3 separate regions of the Mus musculus genome follow, and regions 1 and 2 are each linked to region 3. Evidence: chromatin contacts called from public HiChIP or PLAC-seq data. All regions are on one chromosome and are shown on one strand. Each heading gives the region's core, a stretch centred on a gene start, on an enhancer-like site or on the middle of the called end of the contact. The rest is flanking DNA. Distances are from core to core; before and after follow the strand shown.

Region 1 (3,835 bases), core at 1,306-3,805, 370 kb before region 3:
GCACAAAGTGCTTGCCACTTCTAATTTCTCAGCCTTTCTGGAGATAATTGTGTCTATGAGGTTAATCTCTGCCCTCTGCCCTTGACCCCCATAGCTCTGGTTCTTGGCATCGGCTCCGTCCATGTTGACCTTCAACCACTTACTGATGTCTCTACAGCTTGTCTAGACCTCCCCCGCCTTTTCCTGAAACGCTTCAGAGAATCTCTACTTCACCTTCTAGACCTCTGAGTCCCTTAATCACCTTTTGTCATTCATTCATTCATTCATTCATTCATTCATTCATTCATTCATTCAGCATTCCTGCCATTTATTCTGCCTTCTGAGCCCCTCTCCCTTCCCTCTGAGCATGGCAAGCCCTGTTCTCACATACCGTGACGAACAAGACAGATGTAACACCTGCCCTGTCAGGGCGTCTGGTCCACCAGAGATATCCTAGACACAGAGCAAGAGCTGGGGGCCAGCTCAGTGGGAAAGCACCTGCCTGCCTTAGGCAGAGCTTGGGCTTGTGTCCCCAGCACCCTACTCATACACACCAGTTGTCACACCACACACTCATTTGCACTTATTCACACTCACACAAACACACACACACACACACACACACACACACACACACATCACTCCCTCAGACATGGGAACAAACACACAGACACAAGCTGAGCTTGCCATGTGGCTGGGGGAGACAGGGGCTTGTTGCCTAACAGTCGGCCTCAGTCCTGGACCTTTATAGTGCTTGGAGAGAACCGACGCCCTCAGATTGCCCCCCAGCCTCACGAGTCCACACATGCACATGTAGGCACACAATAAATGAATAAATAAACAAATAAATGCAACGAAAAAACTCTTTAAGATCAGTGTGTAGTGCTGGGAGCACTGAAGCGGTTTCTCGTCAGAGCGTAAGTAGCACTGCCTCAGTGACAGCTCTCAGGCTCACGCCCAGGGCCAGCCGGTGAGCAGGCAGCTTCACCTCATCTCTTTCCAATTCTGTCTTCGGGAATTGCTGCTAGTGGCCCCAAGGGCTCACCCCAGGGGTTGAGGTTGATTTTTCTCAGCACTGGGGTCTGAATCCAGGATCTTGTCTGTGCCAGCTGAGCACTCTATACTGACACCTCTGAGCTTCTCCTTCATCCCAAAACCCCCACTGGAGAGGCTGAGGCAGGAGGATTGTGAGATTGAAACCAGTCTCGGCAACTTACTGAGGTCCTGCCTTAAAATAAAAAGGAACTGATCTAGGGCGTGTGGTTCAGTTACAGAGCCCTTGAGTTCAATTCCCAGTACTCTACAAACAAAACAAAATAAAACAGTTTGCCGTGGTGACTCATACCTGTGAGCCCAGCACGTGGGAGGCTCAAGCAGGAGGGTTTCTGGGAGCCTGAGGCCAGCCTGGATGGCTACACAGTGCGGCCCTGCGCCAAACAACACAACACAAAACAAACACAAACAAACAAATAGAACAGAGCAGGCAAGTTGCCCATCGTGCATCATGGGGCTCTGTGCTGGTCATAACCCCAAACCCCGAGTGGTTCAGTTGACCTCCATCTGGCAATAGAATGTACTTCTGATCCCCTAGACCGTTCCAGTGGTTCCAGCTACTACACCTCACCCCATGCCTCTTTCGTGTGTGTGTGTGTGTGTGTGTGTGTGTGTGTGTGTGTGTGTGTGTGTGTGTGTGTGATGTTCCGAGACAGCAGCATCTCTGTCTCCACCACTCAGAGGCACTCACAGACTCCAGTTCTGCCATCTGTCCACATACACTGCCTGGGTTCCACCTCCCACTGACATTCCCTTGTAGGTCCCCAGCTTCTTCCCTGGCCTCACGTCTCCCACGGGAGGTGGAGGATCAGTTTAGGCGGAATGGCTGGTAGGATTTTGGTGGACGTGAGAGCCAATCCTGTGGCTATGTGGTTGGATCGATCAAACCACGGCCTCTGGGAGCCGAGCCAGCCGTCTGTCTGGCAGATGATTTGGGATTTGAGAGCTGCAGGTTCAGATGGGAGGTGACAGCTGGGCTGGGTCCTGATGGTGATAAAGGAGAGGGAGACACCAGGGCACCTGACAGGACCTGACAGGGGCTATGACAGAGTGGGGTGGGGGGTGCGGAGGAGGAGGCAACCATGGAAAGTTGGCTTGGCTGACTACAGAAAACTGAAATGTGTGCCACCGGTGCTACCCCGCCCTGCCACCTCTTTCCTGGACAGTCTTCGGTTACCTCCATGTGTCTATAACCTCACCTATCTCCCAACAGCCCTGTGGAGTATTCCATTCTTCACAAACAAGCAAAGCTCCAGCTTGCCACTACCACTGTAGTCAAGGTGGTTGCCACAGCAGTTGATATCAGTGCTCTGGTCCCCAGGGAGCCCATCACCCTCCAGCCTGCCTACAGCACAGCTTTACCAGTTAGGAGGCAGTTGGACACACACACTCCTGTGTCCCCTGTTCTGAGAACTGGGTGGGGCCAGAAAGGCTGGAAAGGGAGGCGGGCCTTCAGGTGGCCTCTTCTCTTGGCATCGGAGGATCCAGCCCACTTGATTCCCTGACGCTGGTGGTAGTGGTGGCAGTGGCAATCGCTGTAGCACTTGGGCCATGGCAGAGGATGGGCCGCAGAAGCAGCAGCTGGAGATGCCGCTGGTTCTGGACCAGGACCTGACCCAGCAGATGCGGCTCCGAGTAGAGAGCCTGAAGCAGCGTGGGGAGAAGAAGCAGGATGGTGAGAAGCTGATCCGGCCGGCTGAGTCCGTCTACCGCCTCGATTTCATCCAGCAGCAGAAGCTGCAGTTCGATCACTGGAACGTGGTTCTGGACAAGCCCGGCAAGGTCACCATCACGGGCACCTCGCAGAACTGGACGCCCGACCTCACCAACCTCATGACACGCCAGCTGCTGGACCCCGCCGCCATCTTCTGGCGCAAGGAAGACTCCGACGCCATGGATTGGAATGAGGCAGACGCCCTGGAGTTTGGGGAGCGCCTTTCTGATCTGGCCAAGATCCGCAAGGTCATGTATTTCCTCATCACCTTTGGCGAGGGCGTGGAGCCTGCCAACCTAAAGGCCTCTGTGGTGTTTAACCAGCTCTGATGACAGCCCTGGCTGCCCTACCCCTGGCCCCACCTCTCCCTTGCCTGGATCTCCTTCCTCATGTGTATTTTGGGGACATTCTTCTAGCTGCTCCTCCTGTGCTCATCTTGGCCAGAGTTCCCCCGAGTGCTACATCCCCTCCTTTTCCCTGGTGCCAGTGCTGCGGCTCACAGTGATGTCCCATGGCTCCGTAGTCTAGAAGCCGGATGCTGCTACTATAGACTGTAGAGGCCTTTTGGGTCCACGTGGGAAGATGGATGGGCCCCCTGTGGTGAAGAGCGGGACTGAGAGATAAAGAGACTGACCAAGAGATGCAAACGGCCAGCACTGATTCCTCCCTTCAGGGATGGGAGACTGAGACTGGACAGGAACACCTTCCGGGGAACCTGGCAAGAAGGCGTTTGCCCTGCTGGCCAAAGCTGGAGCCAGGAGGCGAATGCCCAGCCTCTGGCAGCAGGAAGGTTCTCCTCCCAGTGTCGGCAGCAGCCCGCTGTGACCTTAGGGCCTTCAAGACACTGGGCAGGATGACAGCGGGGCTTGATCTGACTGCTTTTCCAGGTCTGGGCCTGGTTTTTATGGAGAAGTGAGAGAGCGTGTAGAAACTGAAACAACTCTAGCCACCCACGCTCATATGGGTATTGAGAGATGGCATAACTATTTGTATGGATGTGGGCCTGAGGGCTAGTCCTGGTGAGGAGTAAGGCTAACTTTAGTTTAATTATTGAGCTGGTACTGGCTTGTGGACTTGGTGGAGGTGATC
Region 2 (3,603 bases), core at 469-2,968, 410 kb before region 3:
GCCAGAGATGGGCTCTGAGACAGGCCTCCCAGTCCAAGCCCGGTTCTAAGGCACCTGGGCCTAAACATCATGATGCAGGGTATGTGTCTCTGCTGCTGGAGACACTGTATCTTTATACAATGAGCAGGCTGGGCTAGAGGACAGTAACAGCTAGAGGGCCCCATAAGGACTTCCCAGGAGTTAAGCCAATGAGACCCCACGACTGCAGTGTGGGTGCTGCTTTGAGTTCTGCAGTACAGGTCTCATGTCCAAGGCCACACAGCTAAGGAGTCAAGGCAGAGCCCACGAATGAAACCAACACATAGTACCCTCTCCTGGCTCCATACTCAGAGCTATAGAAGAGAGTCAGAGCATTCTCTGGATACCATGGCTTTGTGGGCTGAAGAACACACTTTCCCAGACATGACCCCTGCTCTATCTCGGAAGATTTGAGAGGTGCCCTGACAGAGGTAATGCTACTTGCTACCTTGCTTGAGGACTTTGACTGAACCTTTTTGACATTTTTTGTCTCCACAATCACCATGTGCTTCTCCTAGAAAGCCCATTTTACAGACAAGGAAACTGAGACCATTAAAGGATATAGAACTTTCTCGGTAACTGGTGGAGTGAGCCCTTGATCCAGATCTGCTTTGTGGACCAAGGGCTTCTGGACAGAGACACGCTGAGGCTGTGTGGAGGCAATAGAAGAGCTTTTCTGTGGGGATGGAAAGAATGTAAAAACCCTAGGCCGGCGGCCATAGGCCAGGACTAGGGTAAATGGAGAGCGGAACCTAGTAGTCTTGGAACATTGTGCGTGGGTGGTGGTGGGTAGGGGGAACAGCAACATGGTTGGAAACTATTTGGTCAGTCAGGTAACCAGATGGAGCTACACTTAGGTGGCCAGGGACAGGGGTGAGGTAGAGGGCCGGATGACTGAGGTTGAGGTAATCATTAACAGAGACCAGGAAACTAGAGGGATGAGTGGGCCTGAGTTTCTGACCTGTGAGCGACTAGTATGACCAGGTCAGACAAGCTTTGTCTCTGTGGCCTTAGAGTGACCCAGCCTACTGTTGGCCAGCCCTGGTCATCTATAAATCTCCCTGGGATTCCCCCAAACCGCCTGGCCTGAGGAGATTGCAGTTTCCACTTCACAGAGTAAGAAACCAAGGCTTGGTGTATTCCAGGGCATTCTGAAGGCAGTCAGAGAGGGTCAAAAATCTGGGCCCTGCTGCTTTAGTCTACACTCAGAGCAGATAAATGCCCAGGACAGGACAGGTCTGGACAGGATAGGGCCAGCTTCCCTTAACTGACTGGGGCCCTCTGGACACCTCACCAGGGCCTACATTCCTCTTCTCCAGCTAAAATCTTGGGAATGGGTGTTTGGATACAAATGGAAAGGGAGTGGTTCTCATCTCATTGGGTCTTCCCATTCTCAGCTGCCCTGCCTTGGCCCTGTCTGAGCCCGGCTAAGATGCATACCCCAAGTCGGCCAACATTCTCTGCCAGCACTTAGTGGGGCACGCAGGTCCTCCAAGGCCAATGGCGAGGTAGGCAGCCAACGTCCCGGGATGCTCTCCTATCGCGGACAGCACTGGAGTGGGGTTTGAAGGAGTGTTGGGTCAGGGCCACCCTTTCAGTTTCGAGCCAGCACTATCGGGCGGCCTCAGGGAGGGGGGTGGGGGGGGGGAGGCACAGCCTCTCTAGTTCGCATGCGCAACAACCTCCCTTTCCCCGCCCCGCCCCACCCCGGGAGACCACGCCTCTGGCCTCCAATGGGAGGAGGCTGAGAGGAGGGGCGGGACAGACTGAAGCCCGGGGGTCCAAGTTCCAACCCCCGCCTGCGGGCTGCCGGGGTATCATCTCCCCGCAGAGTCCCAGGCTGTGGCGCGGGCTGGTCTAGCCTCCGCTCCAGTGCCCGCACTGTGCTCTGCATCCCGGGAGTCCAGCTCCAGCTGCGGCGACGCGGCAGGTAGGAGGCGCTGCGCGGAGGGAGGCGTGTGCGAGCGCACATTAGTGTGCGTTTGGGTGTGTGTGCAGGTGCAGCGCGGGCCAGTGCGTGCCTTGGGAGCACGAATCCGAGCAGGGGTTGTACATCCCGCGGATTCAGGGCTGGGAGTTGAGCGCTGGCCTGCAGGCCTAGGAGGCGGAGCCCCACCCCCACCCCACCCCCCAAAGATATGCCCGGGGCCCCTGAGCTCATCCCTACCTCCACCCGCAGCCCTGGGTGAGAAATCAACCTCACCTCCACCTGGGTGTTCTGAGGCCGCGTTCCCAGTGCAGAAGTGCTGGGGTGTGCTTATCACTGGTGGGCTAGACTCTAATCTTCCTTACAGGTCCCCTTTCCTGTCCTCACGCCTGTGCTCCTCAACCCATTAAACCTTCTAACCTTTCTAGATGTCCACATCCCATGGTTTGGAGTAGGCATGAGACCATGAGACCAAAGATCCCAGGTAGATGACCCTTCACCCCTTCTTGGCCACAATCCCCTAGTTGAATGGGGGTGGGGGGGGGGGCTCTTCCTTACCTTCAGGGCTGGGTGTGTGGCACTGGGAGCAAGGCGGGTCTGGCAGAAACTGGCTTTTTTCGGAGACAATTCAGGATTGATCCTATCTCCAGCTGTCAGGATTGGGGGTGGGGAGTGTAGGAAAGGTCCCCCTAAGGGGGCCCAGGGGTGGAGTGGGGCTGAAGAGCAATAACAGGTGCTCATTTGCCCTGGCAGTCTTTCCTGTGGTGAGAGTCAGCCCCAGACTTCACACAGATGAGCCCCAGCAGCAGAAGGGAAGGCAGCCTCTCTCTAAGGTGACCCAGCCAGAACTGGCACCCAGGATCCCAAGACACAAGCCTTGATCTCCTCTGTGCCAGAGGGTGGAACACTCAGCCAATGCCCAGGGCAGCTAAGTGTTCAGGGAGATCTTCCTGGGAAGCTCTGCTGTGCAAGGGAGGTTGAGGCCTCCCTGGATCCTTGCTGGTCCTTGCTGCAGGCTTAGTGTTTTGGGTGGAGGTGAAGAAGACCAGGGGGGGTCGGGTGTGGTGGGCCCAGCTGCTGCTACTGCCCTAGGCTGGGTCAGAGCTGAAGCCTGGGTGGAGCCTAACCTAAGAGGCTTCTCTTCCCACTGAGAGGATGGAGGGCCAACAGATGAGCTCCTGACTGGCGTGGTGAGAAGGCAGAGTCAAGCACAAGTCAGAGGGGCCATCCTTGCCTGGGAGCTGATGAGAGTTCATCTGAACAAGGACTAGGAAAAGTCCAACAAGGTGAAGAAAGGACCGTAGAGTCCAAACTACGAAACAGTCAGGCTAGGAAAGCTCACGGACAAACACAGGGTGTGACATTGAATGCCAGTCTGGACGGTGGGTGTGTCTGACAAGGACCATCTTTAGCTACCCTGGGGAAGAGGTTGCTATAGAGGTTACAGTAGGGAGAGCCCCACCCCCTTCCTGGCTGTTCTCAGCACCCACTGCAGGCTAGGTGTGACAAGTCAGGAGAGAACCCTCTGGGGCTCCCGGAACAGGAGTGGAAGGTCTAGGGGAAGCTTCACGGGCCCATTACTGGGTAAGAGCAATGTCTGCCTCTGAAACAGTACCAAACAGGTGGCAGTTGGGCATTGGTGGCAGGAAGCCTGTGGC
Region 3 (3,758 bases), core at 1,189-3,688:
CCAGCACTCAGGAGGCAGAGGCAGGCAGATCTCTGTGAGTTCAAGGTCAGCCTGGTCTACAGAATGAGTTCAAGGACAGCCAGGGCTACACACAGAAACTCTTTGTCTCAAAACAAACAAACAAACAAGAATACTGTAATAGAAGTAAGGCAGGTCCTGGGAGAGAGGGCAGAGGCAGAAGAACCAGCCCAAGCTTGGCTGGGCTTCCAGACCCAAGGCAAAGCAGAGACTAAGGAGTGGCGAAGAGCTGGTCAGGAAAGGGCTACTAGCAATGACACAACTCCAGGATCAAGGTCTGGGGTGTGAGAAAAGGCATGGCCAGGGTTCAGGTCTGAGCAGTGAAGGGCCACAAAGGGAGCTGGAGAAACAGTCAGCAACTGGCAGAACATTTATGACAGGCCGGGCACTGTGTTGAGCCTCTGCCTTAAACCCAGGGCCTCAGATATGGTAGGCAGGCCTTCCCACTGATGCACTGTCAGAGCTTGGTGAGCATAACACACTCAAATACATACTCAGCTAAAACTGAGCACGCCCTGAGTGTATGCTGAGGGCCAGATGCTACTCTTAGTGGTTCAAATGAAGCAATAAAGTTTAATCCCAGTAACGACATGAGGTTGGTACCCTTCCTGTTTTAGAGGTAGGAAAGTAAGGCACGGGGAGGCTAAAATCCATTGTCCAAAGTCATGCTGGTGAATTGGACCTTGAGCTCAGGTTTCAGTAGCTATACCTGTCAATATTCTGCTTGAGACCTGAGGGCAACAGGAGGGATTTGGACTTCTCTGTGGCCTGACTAGTGAGCAGCAGTAGGCAGAAAGTAGGCGAGACTGGTTTGTGCTTTATAACCATCCTAGGTACTGTGTGTGCAGATGTAAAGGAGGCGATTATCCTTGGAAGTAACAACGCTTATCTCAAAACACTGCCACCATGAACCAATGTGGCATTGCACGCAATTCCTTGTCAAGTGAATGTCTATCAATGCCCTAGCTTTGTTTGGTTCAATACCCTAGTAATTAATCCTTACGTGGAAATCATCATCTTCCTTTTACAGGATTTGGAAAAGAACGGGAACGGTATAGCTGTGTACTAATAAATATTCTCTATGGGAGTAAGTTCCTTTATTTAGAGACTTTGTTGACTGTTTTCAGAATAAATACTTCAAACATAGTTGATGCCAGATGGTCAAGACTTTAATAACTGGCCCCAGGATGGCAGAGAGTTCAGCACTGCTGCGTGACTGATTCACACACAAGAGCTCAGAGAAGCCAAGATTCTTGTTCAAGGTCTAAGGGAAGGTGATGGTTTAACACCGGCCTTCTCTCTATTTTCCCCACACATGTTCATATATTTGAATACTTGGTCACCAGGGATTGGCACTGTTTGTAAGGATTGGGAGTTGTCAGTGGGGGTGGGCTTTGAGATTTCTCTCTCTTGCTCTCTCTGCCTGCATGCTACCATGTTTCCCACCATGATGATAATGGACTAAACCTTTGAATTATAAGCCATCCCTAATTAAATGTTTTCTTTTGTAAGAGTGTTGTTTTTTAGGAATGTGTTTGCAGGCTAGGGATATAGTTCGGTTGATAAGTACTTGGGATATAGTTCAGTTGGTAAGTGCTTATCTTGCATGCAGGAAGCCCTCAGTTCAAACCCCAGCACCACATAAACAGGGCATGATGGTGCATGTCTATACCCGTTGTCCCGGGGAGGTAGAGAGAGAAAGATTAGGAGTTAAAGGTCATCATGGACTTCCTAGTGAGTTCAAGACCAGCTTGGGATACATGAGAGACCTTGTCAAAAGCTAATTGTTTTTAACGAACTGGCATCTATGGAAGGTGTCGCAATCTTATATCAATCAGGTCCTAAATTCATAATCTTTTAAAGTTTTATTTTCGCTAGTTATCTATTAATGAATTTGGCCACTACTGAATTGTGATATTCATAAACAAAAAGGGAGCAGTTACTGGATTTCGTTTTATAAATGTCAATTTTAGTAACACCACTCACTGCCAGGACAATCTTGGCAACCCCCAGTCACCTCCCATGGCTCAGAAACAGAGAGGGAATGGCCTTTGCCTGGGAAGTAGTAGGCTAGCAGAGCATCAAATACTGGCTCATGTCTTGGTTTGTTGTGATTTTCTTTTCTCTTTTTTTCTTTGACACAGAATCTCACTACATAGCCCGGGTTGGTCTGGAACTCCCTATGTAGAACAGGCTGCCCTCAAAATTGCAGGGACCTTCTGCCTCTGTCTCTGAGTGTTGAGATTATATGTGTGCACTAACACACCCAGCTTTCATTATGATTCTAAATTGACAATATTTTTCTTGTTTGATTTCTAGCTACTGTTGGACTGGTTCCTCCCTTTTTTGGCTCAGACTGTTATATTTCACAGAACCCGCTGTGACTCATGCTTGGGTCAGTTGCATTCTGTCCCTTAATTTTCTAATAAGTAGACTCTAAGAGAAGCAAGCACACACAGGCCCGGTGGAGACGCAGCTGGACCCTGTTGCTGAGATCAGTGTAAATATTATCTCTGTAAATTTTGTTTGTGTGCTGACACTTCCAGGGCCATGTTGATAGCTGCCAGGGCAAAAGTGCTACTTAGTTAACACACAACACTGTTTGTAATTCATCTCAATGAGATTGCATGTTCTCCCATTGTAGAATGATAATAATGTGAGTTTGACTCTATGTACACTGATACACTGGTATCCTTCTACATGGAAACAAGAAAATTTCCACTGCTCAGCAGGACATGACGTGTTACAGTTGAAGACTCGTGCTGTAGAGTTAGTTAGATCCCTTGCATCTCAGCTATGTGATATGAGGTCACACGCTTCTGTTTTAGTTTCCTAATGTTTAAATGAAGCAAAAATACTACAAAAATACTTGTGCTTTAAAAATCCATCCAGGCCGGGCGTGGTGGCACACGCCTTTAATCCCAGCACTCGGGAGGCAGAGGCAGGAGGATTTCTGAGTTCGAGGCCAGCCTGGTCTACAAAGTGAGTTCCAGGACAGCCAAGGCTACACAGAGAAACCCTGTCTCAAAAAAAAAAAACCCAAAACCAAAACAAACAAACAAACAAAACAATCCATCGAGATAACAATATGCCTGGAACAAAGTAAATGATGCTTACTGCATTTCCCTGCTCCGTCTCCTGTTAGGGCAAATCCAAATGGCTCCTCCGAGATTTCACCAGATACACAGAGATCATCTCTTACCATAACCTGTCAAGTACCCAAGGCACTCCTTTTCTAAAAAAACAGAGTAGTATCTTTTAAAGACTGGACAATTTTGTAGGACAATTTTAACACTGTGGATACACTTTTTATATGTTTTCCCCAAAAGCAATAAGCTGTGCTAAGACTTAAGATGAAGAATATTGTCACAGACTTGAGAAACTCTATTAGAATTACAAAGCAGCTCCCTGGATGGGCAGGATGATGGGGACTTTGGACAATTAAATTTGAATATTAAATAAAATGACCTTATTTTATGCTTCAAGTTGTTAAATTTAAAACAAACTACCTGATATTAGTAATTTAGATGTTGTAAAAAAAAAAAGAATTTTTAATTCTTTGTGGTGTGTATGTGTGTGTATGTAAAACCAGATATGCCACAGCATGCTTGTGGAGGTCAGAGGATGACTTGCTGGAGTTGCTTGGCACCACCCCTTTACCTTCTAAGACAGCCTGTAACTTCCAGCCAGGACCTGTGGACCACAGAGTGATTCTGTTGGCTGGCTTGCTTGCTTGCTTG

The links. HiChIP or PLAC-seq counts read pairs in DNA pulled down with a chosen protein or histone mark.
Region 1: an HNF4G HiChIP or PLAC-seq map of pancreatic cancer cells shows a contact between it and region 3. The contact joins the promoter of Omp here to the enhancer-like site in region 3. A contact is called at or near these places in 1 of 115 datasets of contacts at active chromatin or transcription factors (pancreatic cancer cells) and 1 of 9 other capture datasets (liver).
Region 2: a contact with region 3 is called in a FOXA1 HiChIP or PLAC-seq map of pancreatic cancer cells. The contact joins the promoter of Capn5 here to the enhancer-like site in region 3. A contact is called at or near these places in 2 of 39 promoter capture datasets (cranial neural crest and liver), 2 of 484 Hi-C or Micro-C datasets (embryonic stem cells and muscle stem cells), 2 of 115 datasets of contacts at active chromatin or transcription factors (embryonic stem cells and pancreatic cancer cells) and 1 of 9 other capture datasets (adipose tissue).

The regions. Positions count from the first base shown.
Region 1 is chr7:98,144,167-98,148,001 of GRCm38.p6, reverse strand. It overlaps Omp (olfactory marker protein), which reads left to right and starts at 2,555. Exons shown (of 1, transcript NM_011010.2): 1 at 2,555-3,835. The coding sequence starts at 2,584. The coding sequence ends at 3,075. The region is part of intron 3 of Capn5 (calpain 5); the gene reads left to right.
Region 2 is chr7:98,176,389-98,179,991 of GRCm38.p6, reverse strand. It overlaps Capn5 (calpain 5), which reads left to right and starts at 1,718. Exons shown (of 13, transcript NM_007602.4): 1 at 1,718-1,948. It overlaps Gm16938 (predicted gene, 16938), which reads right to left and starts at 2,798. Exons shown (of 3, transcript NR_045972.1): 1 at 2,504-2,798; 2 at 582-667.
Region 3 is chr7:97,769,706-97,773,463 of GRCm38.p6, reverse strand. The region is part of intron 1 of Gm39050 (a long non-coding RNA gene); the gene reads left to right. Among named protein-coding and RNA genes, the nearest start is that of Gm39050, 29 kb to the left of the region's middle. Within about 2 kb of position 2,438, at least 42 of the 459 cell types and tissues checked have an H3K27ac peak or open chromatin away from gene starts, as enhancers often do. A contact at or near this core is called in muscle stem cells and pancreatic cancer cells, where this site is marked.